Linked DNA regions of Sus scrofa: region 1 is linked to region 2. The links are chromatin contacts, called in public promoter capture Hi-C maps. All regions are on one chromosome and are shown on one strand. The core of a region is the stretch at or near the end of the contact, and the rest is flanking DNA. Distances in the headings are between cores, read along the strand shown. Region 1 holds the start of EEA1 (early endosome antigen 1). Region 2 holds the start of SOCS2 (suppressor of cytokine signaling 2).

Region 1 (2,805 bases), core at 56-2,555, 550 kb before region 2:
CACTAATTCCTTTTGTCCTTTGAACTAGTTATCCTACTCCCTCAATAACCAACTAACGAATCTGGCACCAGCTTTTCAATCATTTACATTTTGCACCCTATCGGTCCCAAAAAGAAATATAGAAGTTGTCCAAAACAAAAACTTGAGTACAGTAAATCTTATAGAAAAGATCTCAATTGCTATTCCAGGAACTGACTCCTAAACACAACATCTACATATCGCCAATGCGCTCATCTTTATATATCAAGGTTTTTTTCCAGATTGTAAATAAAGATAGCACTGGCAGAAAATAAAGGAGTTAAGTGCATACCCGGGGCTAGAGCTTACGGGGGATTTAGTCTCCGACGGCTCCAAAAAGCTACTGGGCTGGGAGGGGGAAACGCATTTTTAACTGGGGAGGGGAAAAGTTTGCAACAGTGAGTAATATCTTCCTTCGAGGCTGACTCTGCCAGGGACGTGTCGGTACCGCGACTGGGCCGAGGCTAGGCCAGCTTTCACCACGTTACCACGCAGGGCTGCCCAGAGCAGACCGCGACGCCGAGCGTGGCAGCTGCGGGTCGCGTAAAGTTGGGGGGCCCGCTGGGCAGGGCGGCCGGGGGACCCGCCGAACTCGCCTCCCGCGGGCTCCCACGGGGCGTCCTCCAGCCCGGCGGGCGGCCGGCCGGCCCCGGCGGCACCAACTCTCCGTGTTCACTGCCATTCCAGGATCTGGAAGGAACGCGCCGGCACCACACCCTCCCGCCCCGCCGCCCGCTCGCACTGACAGCCCGTGCGGGAGCGGGGCCCGGGCCTGGGCGCGCGGGGCCGCGGCAGACCGGGCGCCCGGCCCCGGCCTGCCGCCGCGCCCGCCCTCCCTGCCCCCACGCCCGCCCCGGGAGCAGAGGACCGAGGCCTAATCAGCGCCCGGGCTGCGGGGCCTAAAGCAGGGAGGCGCCCGCACTGAGGAGGGACGCCAGCGCCGCCGCCTCGGCTCCTCAGCGCGGCGGCGGCTTCCGCGGCCTCGGACTCGGGCTCCCGCTCACGTGCTCCTGGAAAGACGGTTTCACTCTCTTACCCTCTGCAAAATCCTCCTTAACATGGTTTAAACACCCCCCGGCGCTGCCGCGGTGACTCTCCGGACCCTCCTCGGGGTCACTCACTACTCGGGGGTGCGCGGGCGGTAGGGACTGAGCCAGAAGGGAACCTGGGAGGAGGTCGGGGCGAGGCGGTGGCGGCAGCCGCTAGGGCGGCCCCGACTTCCCCACAGGCGGTGAGAGGGAGCGCGCGCGAGCCGGGGACGAGATAGCCAGCGAGCGCCCGCCCGCCGGGCCGCCCCCGTAACTGACAGCTGGGCGGACCCGCCCGCGCCGCCCCGCCCTCTCGGCCTGTCCATCCGCGGGAGGCGGGGCTGGAAGGGGCCTGGCCTGGGCCGGCGACCAATCGGAAAGGGCGGCGGCGTGGGCCATTGCGTGACGGACAGGAGGCAGGACGCTGGCACTGCCGCTCCTTCCGGCCGCTGAGCGCACACCCGCGCTCCGTCAGAGGCGCTCGCGCGTAGACCCGGCACCCGCGGAGGGGACTTGGGGACCTGGGGACTTGGGGACCTTGGGGCTTGGGGGGTGGTCCTTGGCCGCGAAGGAAGGCGGGCTCTCGAGGCAGGTACCTGCTATGGCACCTCAGACTGCTCTGTAAAATCTGTCGGTGTGACCCTGGCCTTGACCGTTGCTCAACTGGACTCCCATTTCTGCAGGAAGCTTAGTCTCAGAGTGCAAGCAAAGGAGAGACTCAGACACGATTAACCGGTCTGTTGGGCTTCCCTCCTCTGGTCCAACCCCTGGCTCCTTTCCCTCCTCCCTTCCTGCTTCTCATTTCAGCCAAAGGAAAAGTAAAGAATCGGAAGAAAGTATAGAAAGAAACTGCAATTTGAATTGATAGGGAAAAAAAAAAGTTTGGCGTTGTCCTTTGGACTATAGCAACAATATTTAATGGACTGATGACGCTAACATGTTGCACCCACTAAAGCCCATGCTTGGCTCATTCTCCTAAGGAATTTTAAATCCTCTTCTGATAACGAATGTATGAAGTGAATCGACATTAATGCGTCTGTTTCATAGATTAAGAAAAAAATAATGACGTTTTCCCTTCGTGGCTCCGCAAAAACCAATCTGACTAGCATCCATGAGCATGCAGGTTCCATCCCTGGCCTCGCTCAGTGGGCTAAGGATCTGGTGTAGCCCTAAGCTGTGGTGTAGGTCGCAGATGCAGCTGGGATCGTCGGACTGCAGCTCTGATTCGACCCCTAGCCTGGGAACCTCCATATGCTGCAGGTTTGGCCCTACAAAAAAAACAAAATGAGGTCACAGATAAACAGTGTGCCAAAACAAGGATGTGGACTGGGAAATGGACTTAGAACTGACTTCCAGGCACCATGTCATTATTTGAAGTCAAAAGTCACAGCTGCCCAAAACAAAAAAAAAAAAAGTCACAGCTGCAGAATCATATCATTTTGCCAAGTTGCTCTCAGCTTTCACAAGTTGAGAGATTTGGCTTTTACCCTGGAGGGGGGAGCAGGGGAGAAGACTTTAACATTGTTTACATAGGGAAGAAGAAGGGGAGAAAAATGCAACTAACCCTGCTTGAATTGGGGGAGGGGGGTAATGAAGTCTACCAAGCAATGAATGGAGTGCTTATTAGAAAATACTTCCAGGTCTTTTGAAAAGATGCAGCAAATATTTTCAAATTAGTTAAGGTAAAAGTGTTTTATAAAGTGTAAATAAAGCATTATATCATGTAATATGTTGTTTCTATCCCAGACATGTCTGTATT
Region 2 (2,831 bases), core at 145-2,644:
GGAGGCTGGGAGCTACTGCCTGCTTTCTCCGGTTCTTTCCTGGCGTCTGGAAGTCTCCAGAGGTTCCCCCCCCAACCTCCCGTAAACTGCCATCCAAATTAATAATCCTAATAACCTGATCTCCTGCTCCTCCCCACCCTCTCGCTCCCTCCCCGACTCCTTCCTCCCTCCCTCCTTTCCATCTCCTGGGTTGCGCCGGGGGGAAACCCAGCAGCTGCCCCGGGTCGGGGGTGTCCGAGCCTGGAGGGGGTGTTGGACCCTGGAGGGTCGAGGCGATGGTCCCCAGGGCTTATGTTTGCCCTCTGCGCCGAGAACTCCGGCCGCCCCCGCCGCCGAGCGCATGGCTCGTTACATCCCTAGGCATCTCGTTCCCAAATTAAAAGTCTACAGGGGAAACTCGGGCAGATACCCCTCCTCCCGGGCCCCTCCCGGCTCCCCCGCCCCAGGCCGGCTGGGGAGGCAGCCTGGTGCGGAGGCGGCGGCGGCGGCTGCCGAGGCGGAGGTAAGGGCTTGGCGTTTGTTGTCTAGCACGTCCTTCAGCGCTGGCTGCCGCCTGCTCTGCCGCGGCTCAGGTCGCGGCTCTGAGCCCCCGAGAGGGCTGCGCGCTCGGGCGGATTCCTCGACAGCGCCCGCGGCGGCAACGCAGCAGCAGCCGCATGGCCTTTGGAGCTGCAGCCACGGCGCCCCCCACCCCGACCCTAAGTGGGCGCCGGGAAGCTGGGGGAGGGGAGCGAGGCAGCCTCGGCCGCCGAGTCGCGGCGGCTCCCGCACCTCCGTGTCCCGGGCTGCCGGCTCTGCTCCAGGAGCCCCGCGGCGTCGTAGGGCGGGGAACTAGATTTGTGCTCGGCGCTTCCCCTTGGGGCTCCCCGCGGTGCAGAGTGTGAGATGGGAGCGCCAATTTGGGAACCTCTCCGGTTCTTTTAAATGTTTTCTACTTGTCCTTGACTAGGGCCTTGGCCTATTTACCACCGTAGCCGCAGGTGATTCTTTGCTCTTATAAATCTGCTAGTCTGCGAATTCAGCGAGCAGCCCTAGGCGGGAAAACACCCGGTCCCCACCCTCATCCTGTCCTCCCCCCCACCCCCCCAACTCTTGCGTCTCGAATCTTTGCTCTCTCTTTATCCTTTTTCTAGAACGGGCCAGGACAGTAACTGGTTGGGGTTAAATGGTGCAGGAGCACAGGCGCGGAGGAGTCCCCGGGATTTTCCACGTCCCTCCACCTACGCCCCAGCCGCAGGGGTCCGGTTCCGACTGACCCAACCCTCCACTTTCTCTTTGCAGGCAAACTGTGGGTGACCGCGCCTGCTGGGGACTTCACCATCCGTGCACTGGGACCCGGGGAAGAAGAACCAGAAGCTCCCCATCCCCTCCACCATTGCGGGGACTCCTCAGGGATTCGTTTTGGGGTTCTCACTGACTTCTAAGGACGCGTTGCCCCTCTCCGACCCCAGCTCAGGCGGCCACCTGTCTTTGCCACGGTGACCCTTCTCTCATGACCCTGCGGTGCCTCGAGCCCTCCGGGAATGGCGCGGAAGGGACGCAGAGCCAGTGGGGGACCTCGGGGTCGGCGGAGGAGCCGTCCCCAGAGGCGGCGCGACTGGCGAAAGCCCTGCGGGAGCTTAGTCACACAGGTAGGGATCGGATCGGCCGCGACGCGTGCGGGAAGGGGGTGCCTCCGCAAAGACACAGCGGATGGGGCTGTGCTGGCGAGGCTGGGAAGTGGGGCCGACTGGAGAAGCAGTAGATTGCCGTCCCCGCCCCTGGGCAGGGGCTCACGGGGAGGATGCCCACACGGCACTGAGTCCTTAGGAATGCGAAAAAAAAAGCGTGTTTCTCCAGGGACTCGAGAGGGCAAAGCGCGAGAAGGGCTCTTTGGAAATCGCCTCTTAGGGGCTAGAACCTCGGCTGTTTTTCCGCGGCTCTTTGGGGGGTCGGCACTAGGGCTCGGACCCTAGCCGGAGAAAGTGCCCGGCGCCTTTCCTGTGCACCGGGTGCGCGGGCGGCGAGTGGGCGCTGCGCTGCCCGAAGCTTCAGCTGCATCCGGCTCCCGGGCCCGGCAGCCGCTGCAGCCTGGAATCTTGGCCGCCAAGTTCAGGGACCGACAGATTGCCGCGCAGGCGGCTGCGGCAGAGCCGGAAAGGAGGAGGGTTGCGAAGCCTTCGACCAGAGTGGGCTTGCTTGTTTTAAGTGTAGTGGCTTTGAGCGGCTCCCTGTTGTCTCTCGGCATCTGAAAGAAGAAAAGATTGGAAAAAAAAAAAATCTGGCAAGCTAGCTCACTTTAAAATCTGGATCCTCAAAGCTTACGTTTGGGGCACAGTTGCAGTTTTGCTCTCGGGAGGAGAGGGAAAGTTTCCTTCACTTGAGGTTCCGGTCTTTCCGCGCAGGCCACGGGCTTTCCCTTCGCGGGAGGAACCAGCAAATTGCAGGTTTCCGAGCCTTTTTTTTTTTTTTTTTTTTTTGGGCGGCGGGGGTGGGGGGTGGAGGGGACGCGTGTTGGTCAGACTTTTAAAGTGCAGGCTGTCGCTAAGTCCATTTTAAGAACCTGATGGGCCCCGGGAGCTGAGCAGGCAGATCGAATCGAGAATGTTGGGGAGACCGACGGTTGTGATTGGGTTTGGATTAGGGCAAAGTCCAGGAGAGTTTATGCAAGACTGGAAACTTGAAGAAGTAATTATCAATTGTGCTTTCTCTCAATTTCTCAATGGCCGATAAGGTAGTTGTGGTCAAAGCAGCAAACAGAAGCTATGATACTTGAACTGCCCTTTGAAAACAAGTAAATAGAAGCACTTCCCAGACCTTTGGAAAGGGAGATGGACGCAGCCATTAACAGG

The links. Promoter capture Hi-C pulls out the DNA fragments that hold promoters and counts their contacts.
Region 1: a contact with region 2 is called in a promoter capture Hi-C map of liver, with 9 times the contacts expected there. The contact joins the promoter of EEA1 here to the promoter of SOCS2 in region 2. A contact is called at or near these places in 2 of 5 promoter capture datasets (fetal liver and liver), 1 of 47 Hi-C or Micro-C datasets (heart right ventricle) and 1 of 2 datasets of contacts at active chromatin or transcription factors (alveolar macrophages).

What each region holds. Positions count from the first base shown.
Region 1 is chr5:90,130,207-90,133,011 of Sscrofa11.1, reverse strand. EEA1 (early endosome antigen 1) reads right to left here and starts at 1,305. Exons shown (of 33, transcript XM_021091260.1): 1 at 1,055-1,305. The coding sequence starts at 1,078.
Region 2 is chr5:89,583,032-89,585,862 of Sscrofa11.1, reverse strand. SOCS2 (suppressor of cytokine signaling 2) reads left to right here and starts at 1,394. Exons shown (of 2, transcript NM_001097461.1): 1 at 1,394-1,631. The coding sequence starts at 1,493.